3 separate regions of the Mus musculus genome follow, and all the other regions are linked to region 3. A link is a contact called in public HiChIP or PLAC-seq and promoter capture Hi-C data. All regions are on one chromosome and are shown on one strand. The core of a region is the stretch at or near the end of the contact, and the rest is flanking DNA. Distances in the headings are between cores, read along the strand shown. Region 1 overlaps Fstl4 (follistatin-like 4). Region 2 overlaps Gm30366 (a long non-coding RNA gene). Region 3 holds the start of Fstl4 (follistatin-like 4).

The links. Promoter capture Hi-C pulls out the DNA fragments that hold promoters and counts their contacts. HiChIP or PLAC-seq counts read pairs in DNA pulled down with a chosen protein or histone mark.
Region 1: a contact with region 3 is called in an H3K27ac HiChIP or PLAC-seq map of neural progenitor cells, with 6 times the contacts expected there. The contact joins the enhancer-like site here to the promoter of Fstl4 in region 3. A contact is called at or near these places in 4 of 39 promoter capture datasets (embryonic stem cells, hippocampal neurons and stem cell-derived epiblast-like cells), 1 of 15 datasets of contacts at CTCF or cohesin (hippocampal excitatory neurons), 4 of 484 Hi-C or Micro-C datasets (bone marrow-derived DN3 thymocytes, nephron progenitors and ventricular fibroblasts), 5 of 115 datasets of contacts at active chromatin or transcription factors (embryonic stem cells, forebrain and neural progenitor cells) and 2 of 9 other capture datasets (liver and pancreatic islet).
Region 2: a contact with region 3 is called in a promoter capture Hi-C map of hippocampal neurons, with 5 times the contacts expected there. The contact joins the enhancer-like site here to the promoter of Fstl4 in region 3. A contact is called at or near these places in 3 of 39 promoter capture datasets (embryonic stem cells, hippocampal neurons and liver), 1 of 484 Hi-C or Micro-C datasets (cerebral cortex), 1 of 115 datasets of contacts at active chromatin or transcription factors (forebrain) and 1 of 9 other capture datasets (liver).

What each region holds. Positions count from the first base shown.
Region 1 is chr11:52,916,967-52,921,268 of GRCm38.p6, reverse strand. The region is part of intron 3 of Fstl4 (follistatin-like 4); the gene reads right to left. Among named protein-coding and RNA genes, the nearest start is that of Fstl4, 150 kb to the right of the region's middle. Within about 2 kb of position 1,503, at least 41 of the 459 cell types and tissues checked have an H3K27ac peak or open chromatin away from gene starts, as enhancers often do. A contact at or near this core is called in neural progenitor cells, where this site is marked.
Region 2 is chr11:52,600,087-52,604,253 of GRCm38.p6, reverse strand. All of the region lies in intron 1 of Gm30366 (a long non-coding RNA gene), which reads right to left. Among named protein-coding and RNA genes, the nearest start is that of Gm30366, 23 kb to the right of the region's middle. Within about 2 kb of position 1,858, at least 14 of the 459 cell types and tissues checked have an H3K27ac peak or open chromatin away from gene starts, as enhancers often do. A contact at or near this core is called in cerebral cortex and hippocampal neurons, where this site is marked.
Region 3 is chr11:52,762,596-52,766,692 of GRCm38.p6, reverse strand. Fstl4 (follistatin-like 4) reads right to left here and starts at 1,987. Exons shown (of 16, transcript NM_177059.3): 1 at 1,811-1,987.

The sequences.
Region 1 (4,302 bases), core at 254-2,753, 160 kb before region 3:
TCTGTGTGGGTTAACTGATGCCAGTCCTTGTGAACACAACAAAAGTAACAATAAAGTAACAACATCTGTGCTCCACAGGCACATCCTGGCCCCACTCACATGTACACACACACACACACACACACACACACACACACACACACACAGAAACAAACATATTACATTTTTTTTAAAAGAAAGAATTGTCTGAGGCATTAGAGATACCCCTTTGGCTGTGACTGTGAATTTCCGAGAACAATTAACTGAAGAAGAGAGAGATGGCCTGAACACGGCTGACACCATTCTACGGCCAGGTCTCAGGGAAACAGAAGAAAGCTAGGTGAGCAGGTTAGAGGATGGGAAGGACCAAGAAAGGTAGGTGGAGGCCTGGGAGGCCAAGGTCCAACTTCTTCACCTGGAGTACCAGGGCAACCCTGAGCACTTATGTGCCAGACAGTCAACCCGTTCTGTGTTCTAAGAGTCCTCCAGACAACCCGACCAGGTGCTCATGTCACATCAGTGGTAAGGGTGTTACAGAGCTGTGGAGAGCTGGGGGACCAATATGGCGGCCACTGTTTACCATGTGGCAGTGGATGCCAGAGTGTTGTGTGTGTACATTGTCATGCCACCCAGAGGAAGGAAGAGGTCAGGAGGTGTGGTTATATTTTTTTTTCCCAATCCAGATCTAGGTGATAGAAGGATTTCACTTAAATCTTTAAGTCATTCTGCCATGCACCCTCTCGCCACCCATTGGCTCAGAACCCATCTTGCAGTTGGAGCTGGAATCTACTGTGCGTACAGGGAGGGGGACAGTGAAGGTGCTGTTTCTTCATGAAAAAAAAATTCTTTGCTAAGCACATGCTGATTTTCCTGGTTAAAGAATAAGGGAGTATAATCTACCCAGCACCAAATACCCTGAACTAATATATCTCCAGTTTACAAAGCTCAAGTTGTCTGAAAGAAATAGCTGGGGATATTTTTTGTTTTTGTCTTAACTTTTGTTTGTTTTTAATTTAACGTTTGTTTGTTTTTAACCAAAGATTAAACTTTACCAGTGTTCCCAACTCTGCATCACCAGTGGGGCTGGCTCAGAGCTACTGCTTGCTCTAGGAGGGAAGAGGCAAGGGAGCCCACCCTACCCACCGCCCACAAGCTTGCACCTCTGGGGGTCTCCTCACAGGCTGGGATTCCTGAGCATCGCCTGGTCTGGGTGACAGGGTCGTTGTGCAGGCATAAAAGAAAGGACTGCACAGTCTGAGGTATAAAAAGAAGCCTTAATCTCGAGCCAGACAAAGCAGCACACAGACACAGGTGGCTAAAATAAATTCCAAGAGTCACTCGGTACTTCTGAGTAATTGTGCGGCTGGCTGAAGATGCACTGTACTTTCGATGGCGTGGGGAGCGGGTTGTGTTTCATCAGAAGCAGGAAATGCAGATCAAAGACTGGAGGTTAAGGATGCTGAGATCACAGCAGAAGGCAGCTGAGCCCCTGGATGATTTCCAAGAGGCCAAGCCTCAGGCGGGAGAAAGTAACGAGGATGTAACAAATTGTAAGTCGAGTCTTTGTTTCTCAGTCCTTGGGCTGGCACTGGACCCTCTCAGACAGCCAGATAAGCCTCCCAGGAGCAAGAAGCCCCCCCCCCCCCGGGGGGAGGGGAAACGGTATGCTTTCAAACACCTGTTCCCGCCGCTGATCAGCAAATGGGAACAAGAGATGTCTCCCACCCCCTGAGATTTTAAGACAGGTGGCCTGGGTCCCCTGTTAGAGAAACTATTGGGTCCTGGCAACAAAACAGACCTCCTGGCTCTGCCAGTCCAGGCTCCACCCTCTGGCAGTTTTCCAACAGGGGTGCCAGGAAATCTGACAAAAAACGGTTGTCTCTACTTCTCAAGGTCTTCCTAAGGGCGTGTAGAGTAGTCTCACCATGAAAGGCTTGTTTGTCCTGGAGACCAGACCTTGTGAGTGAGGCACAGTCAACCACACGTCTAGAGCCCCATAGTGGGTGTATACAAGACTGGTGCACTTCTTGGTAGGGAAGAGGAGAATGGCTGATTTGTGGTACTCCTTCCTTCTCAATAGATGGAGATGCAGCAAGGCCTCTGCCTACATAGTGCTTACCACCCTGAGCAGCTATTCGCCACCTCCTGCTCCCTGCACATTCCCACAGGGTACATAGGCAACAGAGGCCCTGACAGTCAACATCCCCACCTCTCCACCCAAGCAGCTTCTAATTTTAAGTTGAGCCGAAGTGGATGGTTTCCTTGGGACAGCATTTACCTATAACACTTGGTTGTCCATTCATTTTTCTGTCTGTCCAGCCCTCCCTCCATCCCACAAAATTCATCTTGTGGCCTACGGCTTTTGCCACATGGCCACAGATGGGTAGAATGAACAAGGCCTTTCTACTCAGGTTGCTCCTAGGGCAATGGTAAGCTCTGTAGATGCAAAGCAAGCACCACTGCAAGAGATGCCTCAGGCTGACACCAAAGAGAAAGCACCACCAAGCTGCAGGTGCCAAGCTTTTTCTACCATGGTCAGGACAGATGACACTGAGCCAGCATACTTGGTCTAGAGAGCAAGGAGCAAGCAAACACACACACACACACACACACACACACACACACACACACACACACACACAGAGAGACCCTATTCACTGGGACAACAGTATAGGAGCGTAAAGCACACAGAGAAAATGAGAGGAAGCCTGGGTAGTACCTTTATGGAAGTGCCTGCTGGGCATTGATCAATCCCTAGATTCTGTCCCTAGCATCTAAAACAACCAACCAACGTGCCAACCAAACCCAGGATGAAGCTGCGGGGTCTCCAAAGCTTGAGTACAGGAAGCTAGGCTGTAGACAGAGCCATACTCTTCACTTTTCAGGAAGCCCCAAAGCTATTAAGGGTCTGATTTGTGGCGCTTTTGCCTTTGGTGGTTCTCATGGTGGCTGAGGGAAGGTGACTGACTGGTTTGAAGGAAAAGAGGTAAGCTTGGGGTGGAGTGGGGGTGTGTAACTGTCCCACTAATTGTGACCACTAAGGTAGGCCTGGTGAAGTAGGCAGCAGGGGCAGAATCCATAGACAGGCCTTGCTGGCCAGGGAGAAAATGGAGGACAAGAGTACAGTGGCCTCCAGGGCGGGGCACACACTCAGATCCCTAGTCTCTCCAGCAGCTACTCCCCTCGTAAGTGTCCTGGTGTCCCTCCAATGGCCCTGTGGCTGTTTACTCTGACTGCTGGCTGTGAGCTAAACACCCCTTAAATGTTTCTTATACAGTACAGGCTTTTTTCCCCTTACCTGGAAACACTTGGGTGGCTTAATTTGTTTTCTGGAATAACAAAAGCAATTAGGCTAATTGCCTTCAGAATGGGGCGCTCAGAGGCGACAACCTCAACACCACACAGGAGGCGACTGGCAGGTTCCTTCTAGGCTCATAATTTATGGGCTAATTTTCCTGTCCTGTCAAGGGCAGGAACATCTCAGGAACAGAAAAGTGTGGGGTTGGGCAGACTCCAAGGCCTCCCTTCACAGCTTCTTAGCAGCTACCCTCACTGGAAAGACATAAATACCAGCCAGTTATTTCTACCACAGTGGCACCAGGGCATTTGCCATAGTGGTATCGGGGCATCAGACCCTTTCTAACCAGCAAAGCACCCACAACGGAAAAGGGAACTTGTCTTAGAGCCTTGTGTTGCTGCTGAAAATATGGTTTTCCCACTTTTCCCTAAAATTCCATCTTGATGAGTTAGCCCAGATTTGGAGAACTGTCTTGAAATGACAGGAACCACAGTTTGGGACATGTAGAGATGGCATCCTGACCTAGGCTCCCGGATGTATGTATGGCGATTCAGTTCTAGCAAGTGATGTTTTGTTTTTGTTTTTTTGTTTTTGTTTTTGGGTTGTTTTTGTTTTGGTTTTTTTGTTTTGTTTTGTTTTTCAAGACAGGGTTTCTCTGAATAGCCCTGGCTGTCCTGGAACTCACTCTGTAGACCAGGCTGGCCTCAAACTCAGAAATCTGCCTGCCTTTGCCTCCCAAGTGCTGGGATTAAAAGTGTGCGCACCACCGCCCAGCTATCACTGGCTGTGCCTTAGGGTAGAAAGAATATCACATGATCATTTCTTCCAAGTTGAGACATTGTCTTTCCTGTAAGAGAAGAGACATTCATACACTCTAGCTCAGAGTTACAGGACTTACAAAAAGCCCCAGGCTACATGAACAGTGATTAACTGCTGTGAAGAAGAGAATCTTCAGTGGAGCTGCCTACCTGGTGGGTATGCAGCAGGGATGTAGCTGCTGAGTCATCATGTCTGCTGGCATAGAG
Region 2 (4,167 bases), core at 609-3,108, 160 kb after region 3:
GTTGAGCAACATTCATTTAAATTTGACACCCAGTATATTCAGCACATTGACTGACAGTTCACCCTGGTACGTCTGCTGCTATTGATTAAAATGGGTCCCAGGCCACCACCGCCTCCTCATCTGCCCCTTTCTTCCCTCATGGAAAATGCAGCCCTTGCCAGCAGTCACCTCCCACCCAGCCTTCTGCAATCACGGGGCAGGAAGCAAGAAGCGGCTTTGATTCTTTTTCTTTCTGGTTTGATCTGGTTTGGTTGGAGACAATGTCCAGCCATGTAATCCAGTCTGGCCTTGAACTCACCACCCTCCCACCTCAGTTGCCTGAGTGATAGGATTGCTGGCACACACCACTGTGCCCCCTAATTTTCAATGTTACCTCCAGCTACACCAAATGGCCAGAAGTAGCCCACAGAGCCACCATTGATCTCTACCTCTTCAGCCCCCTGTGAGAGACCAGGGACAAGCATATGGGCTAGCTCTGAGATCTTAGATAAGAAGATACCCCAGTGGAGCACTCTGCCAAGTGAACTGTGACACAGCCATAGTATACACAACCCAAAACGTGGAATAGCAGAGAGCAGCAGCTGTGTCAAACACAACAGCAGACAGGTAGCAGCGAGCGACCCACACGCCTCAGGCCTTGTTTCACAAGGGCAGATTTCCTGAAGGCTTCCTTTGCCCAATCATGAAGACAATCAAAGGGGCCACAGCAAAGGTGAATTGAGCCCTGATCTTTCTCTATGGGAAAAAGGGGGGGCAAGGAGCTCTTTCCATTCTCTTCCTCTGCTGGGAGAGTCCAATCAGGCACCTCCCCTACTGACTCCCTGAAGCACAGCCTTTAATCATGGCTTTTCAATGTCATTCACTAGACCCCTACCACAAACATCACACCCAAAACATTAGGAGGTTTTAAGTATAGCCAAACTCTTGAAAACACAAAGGAGTGTTTTCAGCTACAAAGTTTACACTCAAGAACTAAGCAATTGCACTGGGGGGTGGAGGGGGGGAAATCTTAGAATGTTAAGTTTACAATTTTATGTTAGGCAGCATTCCTGCGTATCGGAGCCAATGCATGGGCACGGTTTGGACATGCCCAGTAAATTCTGAGAAGTGATTTAGAAACGTCTAGAATGCTATAGTTTGAACCTTAGTTCTCTATTCTGTAACCAGATTGCTTGTGTTCAAGCACTCCTCCCCCCTGCGCTAGCTCTGTGACCTCGTGCACACTGTGTAGCATGCCAGATGATGCTCAACTCTGTTATCTTTGGAGAGTAGATTCAGGGGCAGGGTTGGTGCACTCAGAGCCCAGGGATTTGCACCATGAGCCACTCTGCCTAAATGCCAGCTATTGCCTTGAGTAGGCATGTCAGGGATGCAACAGTAAAGGATTAAACGTAGGTGAGGAGGGCATGCCCTGGTGAGAAATGGGCTTTAGCATTTGAAAAGGTGACTTGCTTGTATTTATGACTAACCTGTCCACCTACTGAGTTTATTTTAGGGATGCATGCGTGAACAGAAGAGTGGGGGCAGGAACACCAAGTCCTTGCTCCTAAACTCCAACCTATAAAAGGCCAGGTGGGACTGAAGGCTCCAGGCCCACATCTCTACCCAGGTGAGAACGTGGAATGCTTTGAAGCATGCTAGTCAGAGAACACACTTCTGCACACAGCGTGAGATGGCTTCCCTACTCCGAGTATAGGAAACTCCTCCCAAGTCACACAACAGAACGGGGATATTATCTCGCCAAACCCCACGCCTGCAACTTTCACGCAGCAGACGCTTTTGTTCCCTCAGCCTGGCAGAATTGAGTAAGACCCATCCGAAGCGGTGACTCTGGGGGAGGAAAGACAGACGTTCCGGAGGAAGAGGGCTAGAGGGGACCATCACAACCCTATCCGCGAGGAACATATTCTCACTGCAGAAGGGACAGACCTGCCCCTTGCATCCACCACCTGCTCCGCCTCCCCCTGTAAAACTTTCAGCTCCAGTGACACAGGCAATCTCAGAATCCATGCCGGGCTCTCCCACTGAGGGCATGCTGCCGGGACTGTGTGTCCTGCAGTGACTGGTACTCCTTTCTGTCTCTTTCTGTGGCTGTCTGTAGCGGTGCCACTGTGGGAACCAAGGCTGAAAGCCAAGAGAGCAGGTCCTGAAAAAGTGCCAGATAAGCCAAGGGGTGATGTGCCACAGGGAAAGAGAGCTTAGGAATGCTTGTTAAGATACACTTCCTTAGCCACCCCCAAAAGGTTCAGAGGTGTTACCAATGTGCCCAGCTCATGCTTATAGCGAGGAGGGGCAAGGCCCTCCCCACCCCCACCCCCACCCCCACCCCCACACACCTCCCAGTAATACAACAGTAATACACCACCGGGACCAGGACAAGACTGTGATGATTAATGCTGATTGTCAACTTGGCAGGGTCTAGAATCACCTACGAGACAAACCTCTCAGCACACCTGTAAGAAGCTGTCTGATGAGGTTAGTCTCTGGGCATGCCTAGGAACATTATCTTGATTAGGTTAATTGAGATGGGAGACTTGGGCTTAGGTCTTGACTACATAAAAAGAAAAAACTGAGCAGACATGCCTTCTTGCGGTAAGGGACCGTACCTTGAATTACCAGCCAAAATAAACCCTTTCGTCATCAAGTTGCCCTTTGTAAGGGCATTTGATCACAGCAAGGGAATAACAACAACAGCAACAACAACAACTAAGGCAAAGGCATGGTCATAGGGCCGTAAGAGGATGGTAGAATCGTGGTGGGCAGAAGGGGCAGATAGTGTAGCTTGGGCCAAGGCTAGGATCAGCTGTGATCATAGAAGCCTAGTGGAGAAAGGCAGCATGGACAGTTTATCCAAAAGGTCACAATGACACACGCCTTCTCTCACAGGCCCATGGTCACTGGCAGCCTCAAGGTCAGGTAGATCTGCCAGGACCAGCAGAAGTGCACCGGAGTCAGACTCCACTGCTGCTATGGAGGACACAGGGCAAACATGACACTTCGGGTGGTTCCTGAGAACCCTGGGGTCGTCATCAACCTCTGACCCTCTTCCCACACTGTTCAGACATGCATCTTTCTACCCTAGGTCACAGGAGCCAGAGAAGCAACCACCACCTAGATCTCCAGCAGGTCACACACACTCCCGGAGCCTCCAGATCCTTCTTTACTCAAACCAGCCCAGTCCCAGTTTCCTACACTACCCAGGAGACCCTTTTCAGGTGTCACAGCAAAAGCAGGCCATCATGTACTTTCCAGCATCCCTAGGGCAAGGCCTGCATCTGGGCCAGCCCACTCCTCCTGACATACGGAGCAAGCAAGAGATGTTTTCTATTTTAATGGCCTCAGTTAAATGTTTCATGGGCAAAGACTGAGGCCAGATCACTTTATAACAATTCTTCTGGTTCCTGCATAATTGATGTCCCTTATGCACTTTTCATGATCTAATTTATCTACCTCCTAAAATATTATGTAAAGCCCGAGTCCCATCGGTAATGATCTATGTCCGATTATAAAGTCCACCAAAGGATTTGCTACCCAAGCTGTGTTTGGGGACATAAACTAAGCTGTGCTCTGTGGAAGCAAGACAGGTTCCAGGCAGGGATGGAAGTCTAGGGCAGAGGCTGAGAAAACCTAGCCTTAAGTTTAGAAAATGAACTAAGGACAGACAGCAAGGGGGACTGACCACCTAGAGGAAGAAAGAGGGAGATGAGGGGAGTAGAGACTTGCAAAGCTCAGCTATGGAGCACCATTTGGCCCCATCAGGTGGTGACAAAGACAATGGTGAAAGGTTAGCAGCTGCCACATAGAGAGATGAAGGGCCAGGCACTAAGCTAGCAGTTCCCAGGCACTATCCTGTGAAGTCTCCACCCAAGAGCTAGGGACTTCTGGAATGCTCCCATTTTACAGGTAAGAAAACTAAGGCTTGAGAAGGTACATTCTTTGCTCAAGTTCCCAGAATTAGGAAACAGAAGTGGTGAAGTTCAAATTCATGCAGTGAGGTACAGAGCCCAGGGTCCTGTTCCTTGGCAAGGCCCAGTGCTCTGGCACCAGCCATTGCCCAACCGTGATGAACTCTCTCTCTCTCCAGGGACCCAGCCACACAGCACTAATCACAGCTCTGTGGCTTCTCCAAGCTCAGCCATCCCTGAGCCAAGACCAAATCAAGATGGA
Region 3 (4,097 bases), core at 738-3,237:
GACAGTGGCAGAATAACCTGGGCCTGAGGTCCCTTCTCACACAACTGAAACAGGAAGTCACTGGGTTCTGCCAGAGAAGTGCTGGGGCTATGATACCACACAAGTCCTAGTCACTCCCCGACTCGTTTGCTTTCCACACCAATGTCCACACCAGAGCCTATCCTCAGAGTCAGAGGGACCGGAACAGATACTGGCCAGTATCAGGGACGAGAACAGACTGTTAAAATTCTCCCTTGCATCACCAGTGGCTGCTGGGCAGGAATATAACTTGAGGGCTTTCTGGAAAAGTCCTGACGTCTTCTTCATTCCCCCCCCACTTTTTTCCTCCTTAGAAAATGCCAAGGGGTGTTGTTCTCTGTACGGATTTTTTGGCTAGCAAGTACCCCATTTCTGTGTAAGGCATATAAAGGGGTGGGTGGATTTGGGTACCTCGTGGCAGGGGAGGGTACCTAGTACAATTCTTGGAGCACAGGCTTGCAACAGATTTACTAGGACAACAGACCAAAGCTACTGGCGCTGTCTTTCACTCATGGAAAGCTCGATAGAAGCGACACCTAGAGGGGACGGAGGGGAGACTACCGAAGCGCTATTCATCAGTGTCAAGAGACGGTTATCTGGAGGGAAGTCCTCTAGGCAGGGCAAGGTGGACCAGCTCTGGGAGAAAATGCAGACCTGGTGGGGGCGAGGGGAAACTCCCAGAGAACTCTGAGCTGACCAAAGGACAGCATAGACGCTCGCCAAATTCTGGGCACCACGAGCCCTACCGACCGCTGCCAGTCAGTTTCTTCCCTTGCAAGTTTCAGGACAGGAAGTCCTCAGGTGGCAGACATAGGGGAAGCCAAGTGGGACACGGCTTTGTCAGCTGCAGAGAGTGCTCAAAGCCTCGTGCTGCAGTGCTACCCAAACTCCAGGCGACATGCGCCCCAAGAGCAGCGCTCTGCCTGCGTTTCCCAGGTCTCCTCTGAAACTTAGAAATGGTCTCTCTTCCTTCGGTGGAGCAAAGAGGGGCCGAAGTCAGTCAGCACAGTTGCTCTTAGCACCTACCCACCCACCCCCAACCTAAATATCCTCAGGACAAACTGCTCCCTAGAGACTTCCCAGTGGGTTACAGCAGCTGCTTACTGGCAACAACTGTGGCCTCGCAAGATGAAAGCCACAAGGTCCCCAGGGCAGGGTTCTGCTAGGATGCCCTCTTCTTGAGCTCCTTACACTGAGGGCCATGGGATAACGAGGGCCAAGAGAGGCGCAGATTATCTTTGGGCTGCGACAAGGGGACGCAAGTTTCCCCGCAAAGCGGAGGGGAAGAAGGTGCAAAGGATGCCCGCCCCGCACTCTAGATCCCAGCCAAGGGCACAGGTCTGAGCCAGGGTCTGTCGCTAGGGTTTGGCTGAGGCCATCCGGGGGTTCAGAGCCCAAGAGCGGCGCCTGCAGGGTCTCGGTGCGGATCGCGAGCTTCGGGCTCAGCCAGAGCAGTTCTGCGTGGCGCCCCGCGCGCCTATAAGGATCACTCCGTTCCCCACCGCTGATCCCCGGGTGTCAAACCCCATGTACCCCAGCTTTAAGCCCCCAGTCCTAGCGCATCCAGGGTGGCCCTGCCGAGTCCCGGCCCTGTGGTCCCGTGCCCGTAGCCAGGCGCGCAAACTTGGCTCTCCAGGCGTGGGCAGTGAGAACCTGCGAACGCCCGCACCGGGCCCTGCAGCGAGCTGCGGAGCTGCGGGCGTCGGGACCCGGGCGGAGAGCAGCGGGACGAGCTGGCGGCGGTGGCACGACTCGGACACCCGCATCTTCTCCGGAGCTGCGACCCGCTTACCTACGGCGGCCGGGGCCGAGGGAATGACCAGGTGGCCGGACTCGGGTGGAAGGGAGGGAGCGCCCCGTGGCGGCGACAGAGGCGGCGACCCGGACCCCGCGTCCTCGGCTGGGTCGTCTCCGGCTGTCGGCTGGTCCCCTGGCGTGCTAGAGATAGTCCAAGCTCCAGCTCTCCGAGCCTCCGCCGCCCGCCGCTGTGCCACCGCTGCCGCGGCTGCCCTATTTCTGCCGCCGGGACCGGAGCCCGTGACGTCACCCTCCGGGCCCCGCCTGCCCAATCGCCGCCACCTGTGCTCGCCTCCCGCCTGCTTGCGGGTCAGACCCCGCGGCAGGTGTAGAGCAGCCCGGCGCGCAAGCAGAGCGCGAGGATTCCCTGTTCCCTGCACCACCTGGGCCAGACAGCTCTCTTTCCCCTGGCTCCCAGGAAGCTCAGCAGGTGACAACCCCCTGCCTCTGTTTTCCCACTTACCCCTCCTCTCCTCTAAGCTCTTTTCCGGGCCAGCCTCCCCCAAGGTTGTGCTTTGCTCAAAGCGCAGGATTGCTCTCAATCAGCGGCCATTTCTCGTGAAACCTTACGGGGTCGGTACATTGCACCAAGAGAGATGTCCCTGAAGCAATATTCAGGGAACACTCCTCCCTGCATTGAGAACCAACTACCTGTGAAAGAGCAAAGTTTTCTTTACTCCCAACTAGAGACGCTTACAAGATTCCCAGGTGACATTTGCCAAGCCTGACCAGGCTGAGCCGGGAACGTGTCTTGTTCCTAAAACAAGACACTTTCCTCTCCTGGGCCTAAGACCTCAGCTTCCTGGCTTTTCCATCTCTTTTCTCTTCTCTTCTCTTCTCTTCTCTTCTCTTCTCTTCTCTTCTCTTCTCTTCTCTTCTCTTCTCTTCTCTTCTCTCTTTCCTCCACAGCTCTTCATATGTGCTCAGCTAAATTGCAAACACCTCTGTCACTTTCGACCTAACCTCACAGTTGCCCAGGTCCTGCCTCCTACTGTGCTGGTGTGGATGTCCAATGGCTTTCTGTCCTGCCCATGCCTTTGGGATCTCTCCTGATTTGCAGGAGGGCTCAACGGGGCTTCCCTGCAGATAAGATTAGTTAAATAGAAAAGAAATTGTGGAAATATGAAAGGCTGGTTGAGTCTGTCCTTCCATTGGGCCCCTGGAGTACAAGCCTCTGGGCTGGTTCCGGAAGATACTGCAGTGAGTGGGGCGACAGAGCCTTTCTTGCTCAGGTTGTTGGTGTAGGATCTAGCCCTCCTTCCACCACTGTCCAGAGAGTGGTGCAACTCAGACCCGGTTGTAATTGCTTCTCAGCTGCAAAAAATCAAAGTGACTTCCAAGTCGTAGTCAGCTGTGACTTGGCCAGTGAGCGCCAAAATTTGCACTCAGATATAAAAAGGCAGCGGTATTCTCTGTGCCCTGGGGCTGTGGCCAGAATGATGCTCTCTGCTATTTGACCATGATTTTCTGCCAATGCCATCCATGAATGAATCCCCAAGGCTGGCTGGAGGCTGGATTCTCTGAATATACCTGGAATTCAGGAGGTGAGGCACAATTTCCATCTTGAGAAAGAGAAAATGAGTGCCCCTAACAGGTGCCAGGGGGCACAGAAGTGATGTCCCGCTCCCCCAACCCCTTCTGAACTTGCATCCCCAGTCTGCAGATGGGACTAAACCACACAGCTCTCCAAGATGAGGTGGAAAAAGAGGCATATCCCTCTTTTCTAAGCATCAAGTCGCTGAGGCAGCCCAGTAGCCAGAGTGCAGGATTCCAGGCAGGAGAGTGGTGTTTCATTTTTTGAGGTTGTTGTTTTTTAATAACTAGAGGTCACGTATAAGTCAAGGCCTGCAGACTGACCAAGACCAGAAATAGCCACGTTTAATGTTCTAAACAACGTTGGGCTTCTTCATGCTTCCCAAGGAAGGAGAAGGAGAACGAAACTGCTATGAAACAGATGTTCAGATTACTCCCCAAGAGCTGATGCTGACCTCCACGGCGAGCCGTTGTGACCACTGAGCGGAAAACCAGAGTGGGATAACGAGTCACCTTGGAATAAGAGAAAGTGACGTGGGAAGGTTGGAGTCGAACACACCTCCGAGAGGCAGCATTGGGTGCCGCACGCATGCTGATGCCTCTTCCAGTTGCTTTGTGCTTTCACCGTGTATTTCTTTGTTTTACTAGCACATTCTGGGCTGGGAATGAAGCTGGTTTTCCCACAGAGACTTTTGGAATTTGCTTGCATCTTTCCTTGCATCTTCGTTTCAGGACTTGCAAGCTTCTCG